Linked DNA regions of Mus musculus: region 1 is linked to region 2. Evidence: chromatin contacts called from public Hi-C data. All regions are on one chromosome and are shown on one strand. The core of a region is the stretch at or near the end of the contact, and the rest is flanking DNA. Distances in the headings are between cores, read along the strand shown.

Region 1 (6,365 bases), core at 661-3,160, 46 kb before region 2:
AATTATGTGACACTTAGTTTCCTGACAGATGATGCCTGAAATGGGTGTGAATGATTACATTTGTGCACCTGGAGCTGAGATGGAGATTTGGGGGAGGGGGACTTTCTTGTAATTTAGCTTATCCCTTAGTGATTCACTGGAAGGAAGGCAGAGAGTAGCCATCAGACATAGGTTTAAGTAAATGATCGTTCCTGGGTAATGGTGGCATTCTTAACTGTATGAGGGCCAACCAACATGCAAGGGTACTGTGGGGAAGCAGTCATGTGAAGGAAGAAGGGCTCTGAGTTACACCTCCACTGCTGGGCATGCCCTTCCATAAGTAGTAAGTCGGGGAGTGCCTTAGCTAATGAGGTCTGCCTCATCCAAGATCACTGACACAGTTGGTAGGAACACCTGATCACCATCTCACTTTCTCCCTTGGGTCACTGTGGGTGTGGCAGAAATTACTGAAGATTAACTGAAGATGAACTCTTTTGTGTCATTAAAGTGAAGAAGAAAGTTACAGCTAACCTGGGATCAAACAAAAGTAGAATAAGCTCCATTCTGTTCCCTTCTCTCTAGCTGAACTTGAAATATGGTGGTGTTTCTGTTCAGAGATGGGAATCGTACCCGGTAGGCCAAGCTGGCCTAGAACTCATGAAGATCAGACTGGCCTCAGCCTCCCAATTCTTAGAACTATAGATGTAAACTCTCATCCCCAGAGTGGATGTCAGAAGTGGAGAGATGTCTCTCATGTTTTGATTTGGCAGTCAGAAGACATCATCAGACATCTTCCTCTGACAACTCTGAGTTGATGGGATGAGGGTGGGGTGGGGAGAGGAGGAGACTAATGACATAGTTTTGAACTGGATACTTTGTATTTTGCGTTGAAATTTATCCTTGTAGAACTCTAAGTGAAGCCCTTATTCGGACCATCTCACTTTCTCCCTTGGGCCACTGTGGTTGTGGCAGAAATTACTGAAGGAGACCTTAAGTAGGCAAGTGGTGCCTGGGGACCTGGGACATGGATTTCCACCTTATGTCACACAGCAGAATTGCTTCTCTAGCAGTGTGGCCTTCACTGAGGGGGCTGAGGGAGGTCCCCAGGAGGAAGAAGAAAAGTGGGAGGCTGGGTTAGTGACACCCAGAGAAGAACTTAAGATTTGGGGGTTGGGGGGAGAAAAACCAAACCAAACCAGCAAACAAAATGACTGCAACAGACAAGTGAACAGAAAACCACATGCAGACAGCTTGGATCTTCCACGGAAATAAGGATTGTATTCCCCTGTGGGATAGCCCATCTCTTGGCATGCACTTCTGAAGGATTTGCAGACAGGGAATGGGTTTTTTTTCCAAAGGTTGGGCCACCACCCAGCTGAATTCTAGAATTAGTATGTGGGGGAAGGTGGGTGCTGGTGAGCTATGCAAGAATTGGGTCTCTTAACTCCTCAAGTGTGTTGACAACCAAGTCAATGGGCTTGGTGGGCCTGAGCTATGTGCTTCTTGCTGTTTGGATAGGGCATTCTGTTTTTGAGAAGATACTTACCCCGAAGGTCTACCCAGCTATTCTTGGCCTGGAGCAGGGCTAGTGCAGACTAGGGGGAGAGGGGCTAGAGCAGTAGGGGGCCCTGTGGATAAGGAGCTCCCCAAGGGACAAGGCCTCTGGACAGCCAAGAACCGGAGGGCACCTAGGCGTGCTGCCAGGCACTGCGCGGCAGGGAGAAGAGTGCAGTGGGGTGGCCCTTGGGGACCCAGAGGAGGACCGACACTGGGAGGGGACGTGCAAGGACTGAAAGTGGGAAGACTGAGCCGGCCGGCGGGCGGGCGCCCTGGCCGGAGTGTGGGGAGCTGGGCGGCGCGGGCCGAGGCGCGGGCGGAGCAGAGGGCGGAGGCGCGGGGCGCGCGTTTGGGGCGCTGCGGCGGGGAGGGTGGCGGCCGCTGGGGCGCGCGGGCCGTGTGTGCGCGCTCTGCCGCTCCGGGAGGAAGATGGCCCGGGAGGGAAAGTTGGGGTGACGCGCGCTGCCCCCGGACGCTCGCCAGGGGGCACGGAGGCGAGCCCGACAGAGCGGTGGCCACCCAGACTGGGGGGCGCGCAGTCTGGGCACCACCGTCACCACGCCCGCCCCCTCACTGCAGGTGGCCGTGGGAGCTCCGAGTCCGGGTGGCCCGGGGGCGCGGGCGGGCGCGCGCGGGGGAGCCCGGCTGAGGGATGGGCTGCGCCCCCAGCATCCATGTCTCGCAGAGCGGTGTGATCTACTGCCGGGACTCGGATGAGTCCAACTCGCCCCGCCAGACCAGCAGCGTGTCGCAGGGCCCCACGGCGCCCCTGCACGGCCTCTTCGTGCAGACCGACGCCGCCGACGCCATGCCCCCGAGTCGCGCGGCGGGACCCCCGGGCGCTGTCCGAGTCCGCAGATCCCGGGCTGAACTGGGCAGCGGCAGCAGCACGGGGTCCTCGGGCCCCGCCACGACCACCTGCCGGGGCCGGAGGCGCCACTGCTGCAGCAGCGCCGAGGCCGAGACCCAGACTAGCTACACCAGCGTCAAGGTAAATCCTGGCTGTTGGGGGGTTATCCGTCGGGTCTGCCTTAAGTGGGGGGCTCGTGCGGGAGTTGGACGATCGATTGGGGGAGGGTGTTGCTAAGGCGGAGTTTACTTTTCGGTTTTTTTTTTTTTTTTTTTTTTTTTTTTTTTTTTTTGCTGGTGGTGAGGGCCCAAGGAATTGGAGATGAAAAAGATCCTGGAGGATGCAGGGAAACAAACCTAAGCTGGTCCTGAGGTGGGGACAGGTGCAGAGTGCAGCTCAGCGGAAAGCAGTTGGGGCGCCTGTTTCTTGCTGAGGGAGGGCAGCTGTGGCCCAATGGATGCAGCTGGAGGGATGGGTATGCATCACCAAGAGCATGCGAGTTCCTCTGAATGCAACCTGAGCGCTGAGCTAGGTCTGTATGCAGTGCAGCCTCAGCACCAGGATGCTAGAGCGCCTCAGGTTTAGATTTTTACCTGTAAATCAGCTAGGCTGGATGGAGTTCTCTGCACAGTGGCCCAGTGCAGGGATTTGTGAATGAACTAGGCTGCTTACGTTTGAAGAGCTATAGAAAGGGACTAGGGGAGAGCCAAGTGGAACCTGTTACTATAGTGTTTCTCTGGGATGACTGTATCCTGGACATTATTGAGAGAACCCAGCCAGAGTTTGGAACGCCAGCAGTTCAGGGCAGCTGCCTCAGGATGGTGCTTCTGCATACATGTCTTCCGGGGTGGGTGTGGGTGGTGGGATTGTGAGGATGTGAAATGGATGGTTAAAACAGTCTCTAAATAGTTCCTGATGAAAATCTATTCCAAGATATGTTTTCAAAGTACGATTACATCCGAGAGGATTTCACTGTGTCAGATTAATTGCTTTATAGCAAACCCAAGAGCAATAGCACATCTCATTGTGCAGAGGAAAAATACGTCTTTAAGCTCTTAATGTTAGATACACACAGCTCTTATGTAGTCAGTAGATTACCAGGGACCATTCCATGATTCCTTGACAAAGACACAATTGTATGTCTGGTAGTAAAAATACATTCAACAGTTGGCCCAGTGTGAGGAAGCTCTGGGTCTTCCCTGAACGAAGTGCAGACACACTGGAGGAACAGTAGGGATAGTGGGCTGCCTTTCCATGAACTTCATTTTTGTAAAATGGAATCTCATTTTGCTACATACAACTTAACCAGTGTTTACTAATGGCTGTGACTTTTTCTAGCAATAATTGTGATCACCATTAACATAAAATACCATTTAATACATACCTACTATGTATCAGGAATAAGTTTATTTTCTTACTTTTGAATATTAACAGTGTATCTGAAGAGTAGAGACCTGGATTCAATTAAATATTTGTTACAGAGGGCTGTGGTGGGCACAAAATTTGCTTTTGTTTGCTGCTTTCTGGGTCCCCTGCCAGCAGCAACATAAAGTTACCATTAGAAGAAATTTCAAGGTGCTAAGAAGGCTATATTTAGCAACATTTTTAACGTGAGGTTTTGAAAGGGGATTTGAAGGCCTAAAGCATAGTCAAGAATAGTGGCTGCTCATGAGCTTGCGGTATTTCATTTCGGTTGCTCGAGAGAAACTTATGTATTTTTTCCTTTCATAGGAGCAAGGAACTCATTTTTTAATACCTGGCAACCCCAGCTACTGGGTGTTTGTTTAGTGAACGAAAAAAAAATAATGAATGAGTCTATTTTTCTTCGTCTTAATGCTTTCCTCAAGAGGCTACTTAGAAACCAAATGGAGTAAAAAACTGGTGGAGAAAATGGGTGCCGATTATTAGCAGTTACTATAAACTTGAACAAATCTCGTGCTACTTGGCTTAAGTGTTAAAAGGCTTGACCTGGGGAGGAATTTAAGTCACTTTATCAACAAGATTTCCAAATAAGAGCTTAATTTATTCCAAGTCATTACTAGGAATGTTGGAAGGGAGAGTGATATTTCAGTGATTCCACATGAATATGCATGACATAAACCTCAGAGATTATACACTGAAATTAGATCATGTATATTTATATAAACACTATAGAATGTATTATCACACAATTACCCCCCCCCCAAATACTTAATAGTATCCCATTACCTTCCCACTCAGTGTTCTACGGTTGGTTTCAATTGTAGAGTTCACATCTTCTGTTCTCTTACATGGATGTGATAAGTGTGTAAAAAAAAAAAAATTTCTTTTGCTTTTTAGAATAAGAATTCCTTTTCCCTGAGTGCGTGATAGTTGTCAGGTGTGCGGCTCCTCTTCTCTTTCTGAGTGCTTGGGTAGGAAAAGAAAGTCTTGCCCATTTGGTCCCATTTACAGCACTGGGGTTTTTTTAATGTTTCTTTTTCATTCCTTTTTGTACATCAATGGTAAACAATATCTTCATTATCCAGTTGGCTTCTCGTATTCCCCTGAGTGCAAAAAAAGTGTGTTTGATCTCTGTCTTTTTCTAGCAATAATTTATTTCATTAAGCTTTTAGAATGATGAAGCATTATGATGTCAAACATGATGTCAACAGGAACCTTCTTGAATACCTAATTGGCAAAAAAAGATTATAAACATTAATAATTCATATGCAGTGAAATGATATCACATGAGTTTCCATTTCTGGTAAGGAGTTTGTCTCCCAGTTGCTGTAAAAATTCAACTTCCTAGCAATTCATCTCTCTTTTGCTTGCTTTTCTAAAATAGTACTCTAACGGGAGACTCCTACAGGATGCTCATTCCTGATGCATGGCAGTTCTGTAATTCTTGTTCAGAAATCCTCAGAGGAGACAACTGAACTTCCCTTGGGCAGGAACTAGGAATTCTTACCAATCTTTTCTGGTACCAGCTGTTGCTACTTGGAGCATCCAGGACTGAGAGCCAGTCCTAGTCGTCTTTATTGATGCTACACTCGACATAGGTGAGCTGATTGTGGATGTAGGTGGTGTCATCCAGGGGTGACCAGCCAGATGACTCTGTGCTGAGGGCCAATACCTCTCCTTGTCTACCCACTTCACCATGCTCACATATTCCTTCCACTGATATTTATGCCAACCTCTCCTGTAGATGCTGGGGATTTGGGAAAGATCCATAATGTTTAGTGAGCCAAGCCTACACAGGAGGGTAGATCTCTTCCAAAGGGGCTTAAACCAGTTGTTGATGACTTCCATAGAATTGTTCCATGCCATGCTAGAGCCATTGAGGATAATGCTAGCTGACTGTACATAAAAGGAAGAGAAATATTTATGTGATCACACAGTAAATAATGAGTTTTATTTGGTCGGGGGGGGGGGGGGAGGATTAGAGCTACTTTTTATAGGAGTTCTTGTTTTTCTAAGTCTTGACTCTCAAACAAGAATCACCTGGCCAGCTTGTTAAAGCATACAGTGGGTCTGGGCCCCACCCCTCGAGTGTCTGATTTCATAGGACTTGAGAGGAAACTGGGAACTTGCAGTTTCAGTGAGCTTTTAGGAGATGTCTTGTTGACGATCTGGGGGCCACACTTGGAGAGCCCATCCTTTAAATGAGTGAAGTTGTCCCGTGGCTCAGATAACTTATGTGCGGCCACCTAAAGCAGACTATACTGTCCTGTGGCTGTGGACACAGCTCTCTCTTCATTTTCTGGTGTCAAAGTTGGAATCCTCACAGTTGTCTCCAAAATGTAAGTGGGAAGAGAGCTGGAGCATGTAGCCCACTCAGGTTTCTTGAGATTCAGTTCCCTACAGGACCATCTTGGGCTTGCATGGACCTTGATGGTTGGTCTTCCCATCACACTTCCCTCAGCTGCCTCTGCCATGGAGGACCAGGGCCCTCTGGACTCCCATTGAATGTCAGACAGAACAACTACATGGTCATATCCTCATTCTTGGTGTTCTTGCT
Region 2 (6,216 bases), core at 515-3,014:
ACCCTTTCCTCCCTAACTTGCTTCTTGGTCATGATGTTTATACAAGAATAGAAACCCTGACTAAGACAATTATCAAATTGTTTCCCAAGGTCCCTGAAATGCTGTGTTCTCACATGCACCCTCACTTGATTGTCTTCTTGATTATATGTTTGGTTTAAGTTTGTGATCATGGAGTAGTGTGTGGACAGGGGCTGGGGAGACACCTCCTACGTCATCCTCTACCCTCGTGCCAGGAAAGGTGCTGGATAGTGAGAGCAGAGGACATCCACACTTGAGTAGGGTAGTAACCTAGGCACTGTTCACAGTAGAATCAGACTGATGTAAACTGCAGGCATCCCAGCTTGGACTCAACTCCCAACATAAAGCCAGAGCTACAGGGTCCTCAGTGTCGGAGCAGGACTGCAGCTCTGGACACCTACATCATGCCTGGTTTTGTTTTATTTTGTTTCAGACTGGGTTTCTCTGTGTAGCCCTGGCTTTCCTAGAACTCATTCTGTAGACCATGCTGGCCTCCAACAATGTAGACCCATCTGCCTCTGCCTCCTAAGTGCTGGGATTAAAGGCGTTTGCCACCATGCCTGACTTGGACACTCTATAGAAGCATTTCTATAGAAGAATAAAGATGAGTCCAGCTCAATGAACAGAGAGTGAGAAATAGCCCTAAACTGGATGACCCCATTAAATTCTTCCCCACAGGGTTCAGGAAACTGTGGAAGAGGACGTTGAATGAGTATAAGAACCAGAGGGATGGAGGGCACCAAGAAAACAAAAACCTCTAAACTAGCATAATTGACCCAAAGACTGAGGCAGTATGCACAGCCCCATGCAGGTCTGCACCAGCTGGGGCCTAGAGCTAAAAGAAGTCCCCATGTTTCTTGTGCTTTTTCTTTGCCTTTCTTTTTTTCTGTTTGTTTTGGCCAAAATAGATTTTTATTTTATTTTATTTTATCTTATTTTACTACTACTACTACCACCACCACCACCACCACCACTACCACCACCACCACCACCACCACTACTACTACTACTACTACTACTACTACTACTACTATTAGATGCCTGTTTGTATTCTAATGAGAGAAAGAAAGAAAGGAAGGAAAGAAAGGAGGAGGAAGGGAAAGAAGGAGGAAAGGAAAGAAGGAAGGGCGTAGATTTGGGTAGGCAAGGAGGATCTGGGAGGAGTTGGGGGTAAGGAAACCGTTATCAGAATATATTGTATGAAAAAACATCTATGAAAAAAAGATGAATCAAGGTCAGGGAGTAGGGACAAAGATCTGGGCCTAGGAAATCAGTAGCAAGTATAACAATACACAGTCCAACAGTAGGGAAAGATGTGTGGAGTTATTGTCTGGTTTGAAAGGCACGCCATGAGCGCTGGGCTAATCTTTATAGAAGTGCTGTGCTATTGGCAGTGGAAGGAGATTCCAGCTCAGAGGGGTTCAATGAGTTGTCTCAGAGCTTATTAACGATAATGAACTCCAGCCCAGGTGCTTGCCTTTTGGACTAGGCAGTGTAGATGCAGGAGCATAGCTCAGACTCTCTGACCTTTCATGGCTGTATCTACCAAGTGGCAGCAAATATCAATAAATAAAGGAAAAGAGTAAAGCCTTGTCACCAAGGAGAAACTGGGGGGTTTGAAGGAAGGCTTTGTCTTTGTCCTTAATTTACCTGACGGCATTCTCTGAAGAAACGGTTGTCTCAGGAACGTGTGGGATGCAGATGCCACATTTGCTGCAGTTACTCAGCAGAGGGAGGGCTGGGAAAGCGTTAGTGGCACCCGGGCTTATCAGCTGTCAAGGCCATTTGCTCCTGTTCTCTTGAAGCGTGCCACTTTAGAAGTACTTCATTTTCCACTGATGAGACATTAGAGGAGCGAAGATTCTCGGGCAAGCATTCCAGCACAAAAGAAGCCATTTGGCTGATGGCGTCTGCATGCTTTTGTCAGAGCCTTCAGAAATCAGGGAGGTTTTGGAAAACAAAAACAACCATAAATTGATGCTCAGCCATCTCCAGGTTGTGTGCCCGAGTGTCTCCTGTGGGGAGGTTCTGTGAACACATCCCCCAAACACATTACACAATGGCTGTGTGCTCTGGGGTGACTGTTGACCCCCTCCAAACTCATGCTGCAATCCCAGTGCCTCTGAGAAGGAGATCTTTAGGAAGTAGTCAGGTCCTACAGCAGGGTTCTCACTCTCCCTAAAGCTTAGACCCCTTACAGCTTCTCAAATTGTTGTGACCCCCCAACCTTAAAACTATTTCTGTTCCTACTTTATAACTGCAATTTTGCTACTGTTATGAATCATAATATAAATATCTGATATGCAGGTTATTTGATATGCAACCCTGTGAAAGGGTTGTTCAGCCCTCTAAGGGGTCATGACCCACAGGTTGAGAACACAGGCTGCCCTACGGACTTTGCCTCCTGAGACTGGTGTCCATATAAAGAGGACAGTCCACCTTTGGTCCACATGTCTTACCCTTCCACCTTCTGCGAAGAGATGATATTGTACCCTGGAGCTTGGACTCTGCAGCCTCCAGAGAGCCATGTCTGTTCTTTTCCCCATTATCCATCCTCAGGGCCTCTGTCACAGCAGCACACACAGGGCTAAGACAGCATTGCTGCTTTTCTTGGCTCTCTCCTGTTATAAAAGAGAAGCAGCCAATACCAGCCCCTCCCAAGAGCACGTGCAGCCATGCACGGTTGGCTTCGTGTCCGACTGGATACAGGTGCCCACTCTGTCAGGCTCTGTGCCAGCCACTACAGATGGCCCAGTCTTATCAATGAGGTCACAATTACATAGTAAGGAACAGAGTAGTCAAACGCACAAGGCCTCTCTGTTTTGAAGTTTAAGGTCATAACAAGGTCATGAACTTCTGAAATCCTTGTTCTTTCTGTCCATGGAGTTCAGTCACTTCCTTCCTTCTTTCTTTCTTTTTTTTTTTTTCCCTTCTGTGATGATGGGGAAGCGGGGAGGGGAAGAAGGAGACTCCTCCCTCTCAGCGGTGTAAGCACAAAGGGCCTGGGACAGGGACATTTCTTTCCCTAAGTGTCATGCTTCTGAGAAAAGACTTATTTTTACTTATGTAAACAACTGTTGAGGGTCTAGGATGCCATTCTTGTTCATTACCCCCAGTTCATTACCCCCGGTTTTGCAGCCGAAGAGTCCTCTTCCTCATGGAAGAATGCTTGTCCCTTCTTTATTGCCCAGCAATGGCTGTCCCTCAGAGGCCACAGTCAAAGTGGAGAGGCCTCAGTCTGTCTATAACTGAGCGTGATCTGTGATCACTTTCCAGCACAGGTCGTGGGTGAACCCAGGTCTCCTGAGAAGTGCAGAGAACAAGGTGCAGCCTTTGCCCAGGTGCAGGAGCAGGAAGCCAGGGAAACCTAGCGCGGCTGTGGAGGTGCAGCTAGGCTGAACCATGTTCTTTCTGGGTCAGACTTTAAAAGCGTATGATACAGGTGCTCTTAGTAAATGGCCATCTGTGACAGCAGGAGTCTGTACTTTGTGGCTCTCAGAGCCACTGTTGGTGGCTGGGGAGGCCATTTAACCACAGTGATAAGGGGATGGCCTGTGGGGTCAGGTGCCCAGGTCTTCAATCCCAGGCTTTTGGCAGCTGTGTGACCCTGGGGAGCTCTTAGCTTTTCTGTGCCTTGGAATCTTCATGTATAACCAAGGATGGTGGAGCCTTCCTGACAGGATGCTATCTAAGCACACTGCCTCTAAGAAATGGTCCCTCGAAAGAGGACTCACTGGGGTCATCTGACTCCTCCCACCCCCACCCCTGAGGCTGCTTTTAGTGTTCATTTTTTTGTCTTTGATTTCTGCCAATTCATAGCAATGTGTGTAAGTGTGGACTTCTTCTATTTGTGCTGCTTAGGATTGGGTCTTCTCCTGAATCCACAAAATTGATGTCTTCTATCGTATCTGAATTATTCTCAGCCAAGACCTTCTCACAAGATATTTCTGCCCCATATTGCCAGTGTTTCCTCAACCCCAGTGTCTTAGTTAGGGTTTTACTGCTGTGAACAGACACCATGACCATGGCAACTCTTATAAGGACAACATTTAATTGGGGCTGGCTTACAGGTTTAGAGGTTCAGTCCATTATCATCAAGGCAGGAGCATGGCAGCATCCAGGCAGGAATGGTGCAGGAGGAGCTGAGAGTTCTCCATCTTCATCTGAAGGCTGCTAGCAGAATACTGGATTCCAGGCAGCTGGGAGCAGGGTCTTAAAGCTCACACCCACAGTGACACACCCACTCCAACAAGGCCACACTTATTCCAACAAGACCACCCCATCTAATAGTGCCACTCCCTGGGCTGAGCATATACAAAACACCACACCCAGGTACATTCACGTCAGACTCTCTTTTGACTCCACCAAGGTTTTTCCACTCTTCAATATCTATGACATATAGTTCTAATTTAAAACAAAACAAAACAAAACAAAACAACAGAGGTTTTTTTTGTGTGTGTCACCCAAGCTGGCCTCAAACTCTTGGTTCTTTTGCCTCAGCCTCCGAAGTGCTAAGATTCCAAACAGGTGTGCACCATCGTGTCCGTTCATTCTCCAGGTCGCCCGCAGCTTACTCGTTCTCTGTTCAGCCATAGTTTACCAGCTGTTCAATATTTTCACTGATTATTCATTTTAAATACTATTTTTTTTTAAGATCTAAAAATTTTTGGTTGGATGTTTTCGGGTCTGCTCAAAGCTTTTTCTTAGGTTCCAATTTCCCTCTGGAGTTTTGGGCTTTGGATGTGGGAGGCAGAGTTGTGCTGCAGCCTCTGGCTGTGCAGTGTTGGAGTGCAGCCTCCGTGGTTCCTGCCTACCGATGTTCCACATTCCCATGCCTGGCTGTCCTTCACAGAGGCGGCCTCTTGCTTCTTGCCAAGGTGCCTGGCCTTGTTATGGTCAAGGCCTGAATTCAGTTCCCTGTGTGCTGAGCTGCTGGAAGCAGGCTTATCTTAGGCACCCTCTTTCTTTGAGTTACAGTGGAGATGAATTTTCCACCCACCCCTGGCATCCCCGGTACCTCAGTACCGGTTCCCTTTGATAGATAAGTTCAGCTTCAAAGCTTTTCTTCACAATTAGCAAATAACTTCTGGTTGCTTAGCATGCACACCCAGTTCAGAGCATTCAGAACTTCGCCTTGTCATTTCTCTCTGTATTTTTACCTACAGAACTCTTAGCAGGTCGCCTGAAAATTGCTTGTCATATGAAAGGTAAAGCCAGGGTGTTTCAGGGTAGCCTGTTAGGTTCCTGCCTGCTCCAGAGGGTGGCCCTGCAGCCATTCAGAGACTCAAAGTCAGAGTTGAACTTAGAGACTTAGGAAAAAAATAGAGGGTGTTAAGTTGAGGGATGGTGAGGTGGGGTGGCTGGAGGAGCGGAAAGAGGGGATAAGGGGCGAGGAGGATCAAAATACACTGTATACTATATACATATGTGAAATAATGGATAAATTAAAAAAAGTATATCTCGATCACTATTCTTGGGCAAGTCAGCTTGTGTATCAGATGACGACAGTCTTCCATTGTGACAATAATGGATACCTTATTGATTTCTTATTGTTGTTTTTCTTCAGGAAGATGCTATTGTGATGTAATTTTCTGCTATTTCTCTCTCTTTTTTGTCTGTATTATTTTCTTTCTAGGTGTGTGGTGGGTTTTTTGTTTGTTTGTTGGGGGTTTTGGTTTTGGTGGTGGTAGTGGGGGGGGATTGAAATAAGCTCAGTTATGCTAGGCTGGCTTCAAAATTGCTGTGTAACCAAGGATGATGTTAAACTTCAGGCCCTCCTGCTCCTGTCTCCCATGTACTACTCCCCCCATTTAAAAAAATGGCACTGAGAGTTAAATCCATGGCTTCATGTGTGCCTGACAAGCTCCCACCGCACAGAGGCAGCTCTGCCATCCCCTGCTTTGAGAAAGTAGGAAGGAGTTGGGGTATAGTCAATCCTTAGACGGGTCTAGATAGAACTGGTCACTCCTCCTCTACGTAGCGACTGACCATGAACAGTGAGTTCTGGAATGGCCACTCATGGGCACTCTGGAAGGAGAGAGTGCTCCTGCTCCACGTTCTCCACCAGGTTTTCTGCTACCATCTCAGAAACAGTCTGAGCAGGCCTTCTCCAGTTCACGGAGGTCTCTTTTTTCCTAACCTTAGTCCACCACATCCTTTGGACTCACATCCTGTTGTAATACAAAATACTAGGTTGTC

What was found. Hi-C and Micro-C count contacts between places; a contact is called where the count stands out from the background.
Region 1: a contact with region 2 is called in a Hi-C map of cerebral cortex, with 1.8 times the contacts expected there. The contact joins the promoter of Pde8b here to the enhancer-like site in region 2. A contact is called at or near these places in 4 of 484 Hi-C or Micro-C datasets (the G1E-ER4 cell line, cerebral cortex, nephron progenitors and 1 more), 3 of 115 datasets of contacts at active chromatin or transcription factors (embryonic forebrain, embryonic stem cells and neural progenitor cells) and 2 of 9 other capture datasets (adipose tissue and pancreatic islet).

Annotation. Positions count from the first base shown.
Region 1 is chr13:95,218,637-95,225,001 of GRCm38.p6, reverse strand. It overlaps Pde8b (phosphodiesterase 8B), which reads left to right and starts at 1,910. Exons shown (of 22, transcript NM_001374003.1): 1 at 1,910-2,527. The coding sequence starts at 2,189.
Region 2 is chr13:95,173,094-95,179,309 of GRCm38.p6, reverse strand. All of the region lies in intron 1 of Pde8b (phosphodiesterase 8B), which reads left to right. Among named protein-coding and RNA genes, the nearest start is that of Pde8b, 47 kb to the left of the region's middle. Within about 2 kb of position 1,764, at least 16 of the 459 cell types and tissues checked have an H3K27ac peak or open chromatin away from gene starts, as enhancers often do. A contact at or near this core is called in cerebral cortex, where this site is marked.